2 separate regions of the Gossypium arboreum genome follow, and region 1 is linked to region 2. Evidence: chromatin contacts called from public Hi-C data. All regions are on one chromosome and are shown on one strand. Each heading gives the region's core, a stretch centred on a gene start, on an enhancer-like site or on the middle of the called end of the contact. The rest is flanking DNA. Distances are from core to core; before and after follow the strand shown.

What was found. Hi-C and Micro-C count contacts between places; a contact is called where the count stands out from the background.
Region 1: a contact with region 2 is called in a Hi-C map of leaf, with 4 times the contacts expected there. The contact joins the promoter of LOC108460277 here to the enhancer-like site in region 2. A contact is called at or near these places in 3 of 5 Hi-C or Micro-C datasets (all in leaf).

The regions. Positions count from the first base shown.
Region 1 is chr9:71,074,197-71,079,290 of ASM2569848v2, reverse strand. It overlaps LOC108460277 (protein FAF-like, chloroplastic), which reads right to left and starts at 3,008. Exons shown (of 2, transcript XM_017759715.2): 1 at 2,820-3,008; 2 at 916-2,680. The coding sequence starts at 2,637. The coding sequence ends at 1,150. It overlaps LOC108460276 (serine/threonine-protein phosphatase BSL3), which reads left to right. Exons shown (of 21, transcript XM_017759714.2): 21 at 1-331.
Region 2 is chr9:71,011,161-71,016,351 of ASM2569848v2, reverse strand. No RefSeq gene overlaps it. Among protein-coding and RNA genes, the nearest start is that of LOC108459592, 3.0 kb to the right of the region's middle. Within about 2 kb of position 1,706, at least 1 of the 2 cell types and tissues checked has an H3K27ac peak or open chromatin away from gene starts, as enhancers often do. A contact at or near this core is called in leaf, where this site is marked.

The sequences.
Region 1 (5,094 bases), core at 1,759-4,258, 62 kb before region 2:
GCGTAGGTTTCCTTTTGGATATGTGCTGAAAGTTGCAAGTTGGGCTTCTCCCTCTGTAAATTGAGGCACAGCCAGGTAGAAGTTGGGAGGTTTCTTCAAATGGGTTGGTAGTGTTGAGTATTTTTCACATTAGTTTTATATATATTTTTTAGTCCTTGTTTTAGGTCTAATATTTTTTACTATGTGATGATGATGAGGGATCATATTGGGCGTTGCTTGTATCAAGAGGTGTTGATTGATGTAATTCTCTTTTCTCTGTACAATGTAATGATTGTGTGAAGAAAACCAAGTGTTGTTCAAATATGAAAAGTTTACAAGTTTTGGTCATAAATTTGTCACTCTTTTCATTTGTAAATCTAGCAATCACAATTCCAGGTTTTGCTTAATGTCATGAAGTTATAAGATGTCATTTGGTTCGAATTTTAGTATTTGAATTTATTTTACTGGTAAAAGAGTCTGAAGAAAAAGAATTTTCCCTTTATTGGGTTTTAACTTGACTTTGATTTAATTATTAATTTAAGAACATCTTATGTACTATTTACATTATTATATATCATTGCTTTATATTTTCTTACATTCACTTGTACCAAAGGAATTGTTGTAGAGCTGGCTATCATTGTCAAAAACACACTTTGTACACAAACTATTAAGAATATCAATCACACTCAAAACCTTAACCTAGAGGAACAAAGCCAAGGCCTTGTATCAATTTCTAGATGATTATGTCCCCAAAATCAAAAGCAGTTAAGTCGACCATGACTCATGCTGAAACCCCATTGGCTAAGAACTTTGCTCAACCAAGAAAAACATATATATAAAGTCTAAAACCCATCATTCTGTGAAGACAGACGAAACAGACTAGACAGTCCACCCATTCCAAAGACGATGCTTTTAGCTACAAATAGGCAAAGAGAATTATACAAAATTACCACTATATATTCCAAATTTCATCTTCCAAAATTTCCAAAAAAGTATTCTCTCCTTTTTCGTAGGTCCTTTTTATTAGAAATTTTGACTACACAATCACTCTCAACGAGTGGATGTGGAAAAATTAGCTAGGAGAGAAAAAAGAAAATAAAAGAAAGGGTAATCAATAGTAAGTAATAACAATAATAATAGCGACAACTTGGAGATGGTATTTTTGGATAATCAGGAAGTGGCAATGCAATAGGGCTCCCAGAGCAGAAGGGACCTCCTAGGTTCCTTGCAGCCTTTTAACAAAGGAACAATGTAATCACCTTTCTTCCCTTCCAACACTTGCAAGTGTTGTTGATCTTTATTAGCCATTAGATTCTTTGTCAGGATAAGCAGCTTGCTATCGTCCTTCCCTGGTGGTGACTGTTGAGCAAGTGGGTCAACAACTGCTGCTGCCGTCTTTGACATTCCCTGATTGGGCCTCCTCCAGTAGTACTCATAAGCATTGAATGATGAAGCTGCTCCTACTCCAGCCGCCTTGGACGGTGGTGGACGTGGTGGCAATGACTGTGCTAGTGGTGGTGGGCTATTTGACTCAACTTTCCCTTCCCTTCCCTCTCCAAATTTGACTATTTCGTCAAAAGTTTTAGGCCATGTTGGGTTCCTCCTATTTGCTAACCATATGGGCTTGTTCATCATTACAGCTAACCTATGCACATTCATTGCTCCACATGATAGTTTAGGAGCCAGCTCAATCTCACTTTCCTCCTCTCCTTCTTCTTCTTCTTCTTCATCATCATCATCATCATCATCATCATCAATGCCTATTTCACTTTCTTTCTCTCCAAAGTTTTCAAACTCTTCTTCCAACTCTCCTACCTCCTTACTTTCTTCTTCTTGTGCTTGACTAGGAGCAGTGGTATTGGCAAAAGTGAGGACAAGGCGGCCGTCTTGGCGTTGAGCTAGGAAGTTGTTCAATGAAGGCATTGAAACAGCTTCAATAACCAATTTACCATTATCACGATGAGTCTTCAAGCGCCTCGATGCTCCACCTTTGCCAGAAAGGGAAGGAATCGGTGGCGGAAATGATGGGTTTGACGATTTCTTGCCAGCATCATAGCTGTATTTCACAGTTGTCGCCTTTTCACCATGGAAACAAGGCATCATCATGGGTTCTAGTGTTTCTTGCTTTTGGTGTTGCAGATGTTGATCTTCCTCCACCTCACCAGTTTCTGAAGAGAACCCATCAGAGCCAGTCTCAGAACCAAGCCTCTCAGTGCAGATTTCAAGGCTTTTCTCGCTTAAACAACTGGTGGATCGTTTCACAAGAGGGTGAATATAAGGTGGGGATGACTTGAAAGACTCTTGTTCAGCCTTTTGTGATATGATTGAGCTCCATATATCGAACTGGGAAGGGTTTTGAGGTTGCTTCTTTTCATGTCGAATTGAAGCCCAGATATGGGATTGATCTGGTGCTTCATTTTCCTCCTCTTCTCCTTCAGATGAAGAAGGAACAGGGAATTCTTGGGATGATGGACTCTTTTTCAGGGGAGACAGCCATTTCCGGGACGACATATCGGCAGACAGAGTTCTTCTAAGTGAAGTAGCTTTGGTGGGTCTCTCAGCATCCGATCCCAGAATGGATACTATGCCTTGCTTCTTGGAATCCATGACCTCTTCAGCTGAAGATAATAGAAAGCTCTTGCTAAGTGAGGCAGACATCTCCAACTATTAATACCCACGCTGTTGGTACTGGAATTTTTATCTACACATTTAACAAAACAAAACAGCTTAGGAAATAGCTAAAGCTAAACAACAAATAACAAGTTCCCAAGAAACATGCATGTAGCAGCATATACCAAAATACACGTATCTCTACAATGTATGGATATAGGTGAAATTACCTGTTGTTGTTTGGTTTTAAGAGAAAATAGCTAGCAATAGCATCCAACAGAGGTCTTTCAAGACCTCGGAAGGAGTGCTTTTGCTTGTATTATGAGATTAGTGAAGTGAAGAAGGTGGGTTAAGAGGAGGGGAAATGAGTGTGGATTGATGTTTGATGGTGGCAAATGGCAATGGGAAGGGGGTATTTGTAGGAGGGTAGAAAGGCTTGGGAATCATGTCCAATGGACCCCATTAACAGACTCCTCCACTCCTTTCCAAGTTTTTCCTTTTATTACAAAAGTTGATGATTAAACAAACAAAATCAAAAGTTTAAAGTGGTGTTATCCTCTCAACTATGATTTGGTTAACATAGTCAAAGTTTTTTTTTTATTTTCTTCTTGCGAGTTTGTATTTTCTTCTTGCGAGTTTATCATGTCACAAAAAAAAAAAAAACATGTTCAGTATTCCACATCATTACGGATTTTAATAATACAATAAATGCGAGTCACTGCTTTTGCTTAACATTCTAATTTCTACCTTCATTTAACAATATTCGTGTTGCATTTAGTTTTAGTAAATTTGATATGATTATTATTTAAATGATTCCATTTTTTCATTTAATTTATAACTTGAATAATATAAAAAATCATTTCTTATATGATTCACTGGAATATTTTAGGATAACATAAATTTATAAGAATATGCAAGTCTAAGCATCATTGGACTCACAATATTTGTTAAACCAAAGCTTTCAAGTGTAATTAGTGAACTTCTCTTGAAAGAGCAAATGGGGTGGTAGCGACCCCAAGGAGGGACAACTCTTTCTCAATTTAAATCCACACCATTTATTTTAAGCCACAAATATACTCAAAATTATACTTTCCTAATGATATTTGGTTTAGAGTTATAATTTTAAAGGCATTCTTACTTTTAAATTAAGGAAATTAATAAGTGATAAATTGTTTTGTTTATAAACAAGGAGTCCTATCAAATGTACAACTAAGTTTTTGATGGAGAAGTAATGATATGCTTAAAAAATTTAAACATAGAGGTTAAATTTCTCTTCACATTTACTTAAAATTTCATCTTATATTTATATTTACATAAAAATTATTTAGAGTTATCTAATTGTTGATCTCAAAACCAAAATTTGCTTTCTATCTTGATTTTTAAGTTTTGTATATAATAAAAATAATTAGATTAATAAAATCATATTCGAATTGAGTTGAGTAAAATTAAATGAAAAGTTGCACATATTTTTAGAAAATTTGAAACGTTTGATCAAGGCTTAATTTTATGCATAATTAAGTAAAACTTAATGTTATCCTCGTATTTGTGTCCATAAGCTTTATTTAAGCCTCCTTATTATATGTTGATATATTTTATGTATAAAATTAGATTGTTTGTGATTAATATAATTGAATAATTAAAAGTTGATTATTTTAAAAAAAATATTAAGTATTCTTAAATTAATATGACATCACGCTTAATCATGTGAAATATAATAAATTTTATATCAAAATATTTTTATGATTAATTAGATGGAATAATAAAATAGGAATTAAGGAAAAGGATCTAATTGAATAGTTTTATCATAAAGCTTAAGTATAAATATTTAAATAGAACTTATCCCATAAGCAACTTTTATTTGTTTTAGGATTCATATTTAAATCTCAACTTGGAATTGCTCTCTATGAATGATGGGAGTAATCAAATCGCCTCAATATGATGCTCATAAAGACTAAAATTTCTGCTAGTATACATAGTTTAATTGGAAAGTGTAAAAATGTCAAGGGTTCATTGAACATAAAACCCTAGCTAGCATTTTAATGACAAAGTTATCATTAATGAAGCTTACTACTGTAAATGGTATACGCAACATCATAAAAACGAGCGATATTCTATGCATGATTTATGTATGACATGATTTCACTTATAAAAATAGAATTTATGGCTTAGTTAAAGAGTAAATGATATTCTCTCACTAGCACTATATGAATTATAATAAAGGAACGTGGTTGTGGGTCATTCATCATGAACAAATGATTATCATTACTATTTGTTACGATAGTCTTTTTTATTGTAAAATATGCAACTGTGACCATGAGATAAAATAAAATCGAATTAGGTAAACGAACTATATGCCAAATGGATAAATGATATTTTATGAGAGTAACAGACAAATGAAAAGGTCAATGGACAAAAGCGCAAATCTAAGTTGTTTTCATAATGATATATAATAGGGAGATTAATCATGGTATTTTTAGTGGATTAACTTTATGACTAAATAATTTG
Region 2 (5,191 bases), core at 457-2,956:
CTTACTTCTTTTCTCTAATGCTTATATTAACTTTCCACAAGGATTAATTATTCTATGACCATAATCTATATTTACATCATCTACTTCCAATTTGCTCTATATAAACATATAAAGCAATAAATGTGTTATACGACTTTCTTTTTAAAAAAAATCAAATATTTATAGATGATTAATTATCAAATGAAAGAGAAGTAATATATCATTTCGTATTCGAATTTGATATTGTTTTTTTAATATGATGTATTTTTATTTTTGGTCTAATTTGATACTTGTATTTGGCAAACATTATATATTTTGATACACAAAGGTAACGGTGTTAATTTTGGTGTTTAATTCAGATTTAAAGACTGATTTGATGAAAGTTAATTGTTAATATTATTATGTTTGAATTTTTCATGATTTTGATAATAAAATAAATTTAGTGTTAATTGTGAATTTTTTAACTTTACATTTAATTTTATCAAATACAGTCGGATGGATCTGATTTAAGTTGATTTTTAAGGTTTATTTGATAAAGTTAATTGCTATCATTATTAACTAATTATATATTTTCATCAAATTAACTTTAAATTTTAATTTAAACACTAAAAATTAACACCATTACCTTTGAATACCAAAATATATAATTTTTTCAAATAAAAATATCATATTAAAAAAATGTACCAAATTTAAATAAAATTTTTTGTCAAAACTCAGATATTCAACTAGTATTAAGCCTATATGCAATGTATAAATGCTTATCCGGACATAATGTCATTGTCAAATCTTTGAGAAATCTTTCCAAATTCCAATGAATTAAGATATGGCCTGAAGTGAAAGAGAAGGTTATCCGAACACATTGAAACACAAGATATGGGAAGAAATTTAGGGTAGGAAGGAAGGTAGAGGGAGGTGGCGGGTGGCCGGCGATGTGGTCGGATCTTTGCCACCCTCCCACCTAGGATTCCCTTACAAGACTCCACTAGGCCTTTTATTTGTTGGGCTTGTGGCTTGCATTTCAAAAGTATGCTTGCTAGAATTTATGTCCTTATGTCCCCTTTCCAGATTCCCCCTATTTTTACTTTTTTACAAAAAAAAAAAAAAAATTTAAGTGATAGGAGAGGTTATTAAGTTCTAAACATGATATTAATATATTTTATATTTGTTTAAATCAGATTCGGATCAAGATATGGGCCTAAAATTTTATCCAATTTTGTCATATTTGTAAAAGACTAACCTAAGCTCATTTAGGCCAACCCATATTATTTTTAATTTTTAAAATATTTATATTGTTTTAATTTAATATTTAATAATTTTATATCTTTTTATTTATTGAAAATTTTATATAATCATCTTAATATTATTTTAATGTTTATATTAGAGTAGTATTACATATTTAGTATAGGTTTATTTTTTAATGTGTTATAAATTACATAATATAAAGAATTATAAACTTAAAAAAAAATTCAGGCTCAAGTTTTGGATATTTAAGCTCGAGCCCAGCCCATATTTTAAAGAACCTAAAATTTTTGCTTAAACACATTTTTAGACCTAATATTTTTAATTATATCTTCTCTAATTTTGAGTGAACTTTTGAATTGGAATGAATAATCTAACCCATAAATAAGTCTTATAGGTATCTAAAATCAAATAAACAAGGCTTTGAAGGGGGCTGGTTGGGTTTTATTTCGATGTGTGAAAAATAGAAAGACCCATCCAAGTAGCTAAGATTTGGATGGATTATGTGGCCCAACACATCTGTGGAACCAGTTTGTGAACTTTCTCAGACAGGACTTGTACCAATTCTATAGTCAAAATTGACTGTATTGAAGTGTTGGGCTCAACTAAAAACATTTTACTTATACTATAGACACGTATTAATTAAATTCAAAGTCTATGGGTGATAGGGACTTAAGTAATTGTTCCAGAAATCCTGAAAACAGCGTTTTATTGAAGAATGCAATTCATGACATTTGTTGTGGTGGTTGAATATGAACAAGTTGGTTTTATAGTTAAAGCTTTAATATGAAGACCGGATTGTGGTCCAAATCCAATTTCGTTGATAAAATATAGGCATCGATTTTTTTAAATTTAAAAGGGGAATTTAAGTTTGGGTTTGTTGCTATTCCACTTAATAATATCATATTTATGGTTTAAACATTTGTTATTGCACCTAACACTTAATTGGTGAGATAATGATATATATAAAATTTCATTATAATTTAAATTATTCAAGAGATAATATATCAACTTTATTTTTTTACAATTTAAAATTTTCACTAACCCATGCATCTCTTGAAAAAGAAAATTTAAGTAACAAATTGTAAAAATTACTAAAGAAATATTGAAAATAAAATTAGAAATGAGAACATTTTTTAAAGCTTTTTTAGGTTTATTTTATTTAATTAAAAATTGATACAAAATTATCTACGTGTTATTAAAATAAATGATTCACATTAAGTTTGGTCTCACAACTTGTAATATAAAATATAGGATTTGCATTTTATGTTACAAGAATAAAATTGAAAACAAGGATAATTTGGTTATAAGTTGATGTTTCAAAATCAATTAGTGTATCACGTGTTGTATATTTCAAAATTTTCATCACTTTTAATATTTGTATCCATCTAATACACATATTTAACCAGAAATCAACCTTCAAATTAATAACACTTTTAAAATTTTGAATATAATTATATTTCACACATCTTTCTATATACTTTTCAAATACAAACAGCAGCCTAATCATTTTAATAAACCACCCCAATAACACTAATTTTGTTTCCTTTCAATCTCATATTAAAACCTGCGAATAACATCTTAACCCACCCAGTGGGACAAATATTACGTTGTTGGTTTAAAAGAATGAGAGTTCAGGTTCCATCTGTGCCCAACTTCTAAAGTAGAAAATTTTTATTTACACCCTTTATAATTTATAAATTTTTAAATTAGTAATAATAAAATTATACTTTGGTTCTCATAAAATAATAAAATTTAATTTAATCTTTTAAATATTATAAATATATAGAATATTAAAATAGTAAAATTATATTTTTATTATCGTAAAAATAAATTTAATTCCAACCCCACCTCCAAAAAATTTTCTGACTCTGCTATTGGATTCGATGCCAAATAATTTCCTTCTTCTAATTCAATTATACAAAAATAAAAACTTGGGAGATGAACTGTTTTATTAAAAATTAAAATAAAATAAGAAGCAGATGAAAGTTTGGAGCCTTACTGTTTTGAGTTTTGAGGCTAAAATGGTTGAAAACTAGAGTTATAATAATAAGGAATCCTTATCCTTTGATAATAAATAAGTAGGAATTGATTGGCGGACAATGGCCATGTCTGGCGCCGGCACTGCCCGATAATCAATTGTCTCATTCCTGGATCCCAAGATATACAGCTCAGGCCGATTGACCACTCCCTTATCCCAATGCCCTATTATCCGCAACTTGTGCTCCCCTTCCTTAATTGCCTCTCAACATACATCTTAGCCAAACGATCTCGGCTTTCAACTTGGACATTTGTTTTATTGCATTGCCTATTTCCTCTATATATCAAAACATCCAACTCTTGTTTATTTCAGACAATTATGAATCCATCAAATATATGCATTTCTCATTAAATCCTTTTTTTTTTCTTTAAAGTCGTGGGATAATTTTTTATATAAAGGATATATCCATAATGTTAAGACTTTATATTCAGATATACATGTATTACTTAAATTATGCTAACAATCATGGACTTTTTCTCATGAAACGGAAAAGACTTTTGGCCTATATTTTTTATATACTTAAATCTAGATCTAGGTGTTCCATGTGTTACGTAGACTTCTAATGATAATATTTTATAAATAAATAATTATTATAAAAAATTATAAATAAATCTCAATCTTGAATCACAATATACATAATAATATTAATTTGGTATGTAATTGGCTCTCTATATTCCTTAAATTCTTGAATTTCAATCTCCACAAGATTAATTTTGTTACCATTAGGAAAAAGTTTATGGATAAAATAAACCATACTTTCATCTCAAATTGAAATTAAAAAAAATGCAATATAAAGAAAATATTACTATATGCTCAAAAAGTGAAATATTAATATATTATATCCTTTTGTCATGTAAACATGCATCAACTTCTTAGATAATATGGATCGATATTGATCATGATTTAAAGAGGTGTTCAACTAGATCACCCGCTCGACAGAGGGTGAACACACTCTCGACATGTTAAGGAGTCTATTCAAGCATAATAATCTTGTATTAATAGAGTCCCCACAGTATACACCCATGATTTTCTTTTATGCATTAAGCAAGAATATCTAATGTACAAAAAAGACCTTTTCTATAAAGACCTAGCAAGCAATGTAAAAAGGATCAAACTACTAGACACCCTAAAGTTACTCTAAACAACTTTATACTCACATCCTCAATTTATATATCCTCTTGTTCTTGTTTAACTCTCTTCCTCTTTAGGTGAATTGACATCCGTAAACCAAAGTCATCTCCTTCCCATTCCCTTTCCTGTTGATCCTTATATCAACAAAATAAAAAAAATTAAAAGAAAATTGCAATATAAAAAAATGCTTGGAAAATAAAATAAACACGTGAACATATATGAATTGTCAAAAATTATTAAATATGCTGATATACTAAATATAAATATATTGCGGGTAAAATCTTAATTTGATTCACACTATTATTGTTGAAATAATTGTATATAAACGTAAATAAACTTTCACTTTTAAGTTTAAATACTGAGAGTTAAGAGTATATAAAAATCAAAAAGATAATATATGATATATATGAATTTTGTTTACTTAAAAGATCTACTTGAGTAAAATTGGAGTAATTAATTAATTAATAGATACATGGATGAGTGCAGTTGGCACAAATGTAGAGGTTATAAAACGGCAACGTCATTAAAGACGATCTCTTAGCATACCAACATTTTTATTTTTAACGACAGAGTGATTTGTGTTTGATGAAGGGTGTGCAATCAATCGTTTTCAGTTGACCTCATCCTCCAAAGTAAAAGTCGCATGGATTTCTTAAAGGCTCAGCCCATAAAATGCGTGGGGACTGGGGCGGATATCCACGAGCTACATGAGGAGCTGTCGGCACCACCCCATGCAACCCTCCATAACAAGACAAACCCTTTTTTTTTTTTTTTAAAACAAATTAGAAATGAATCCAAACT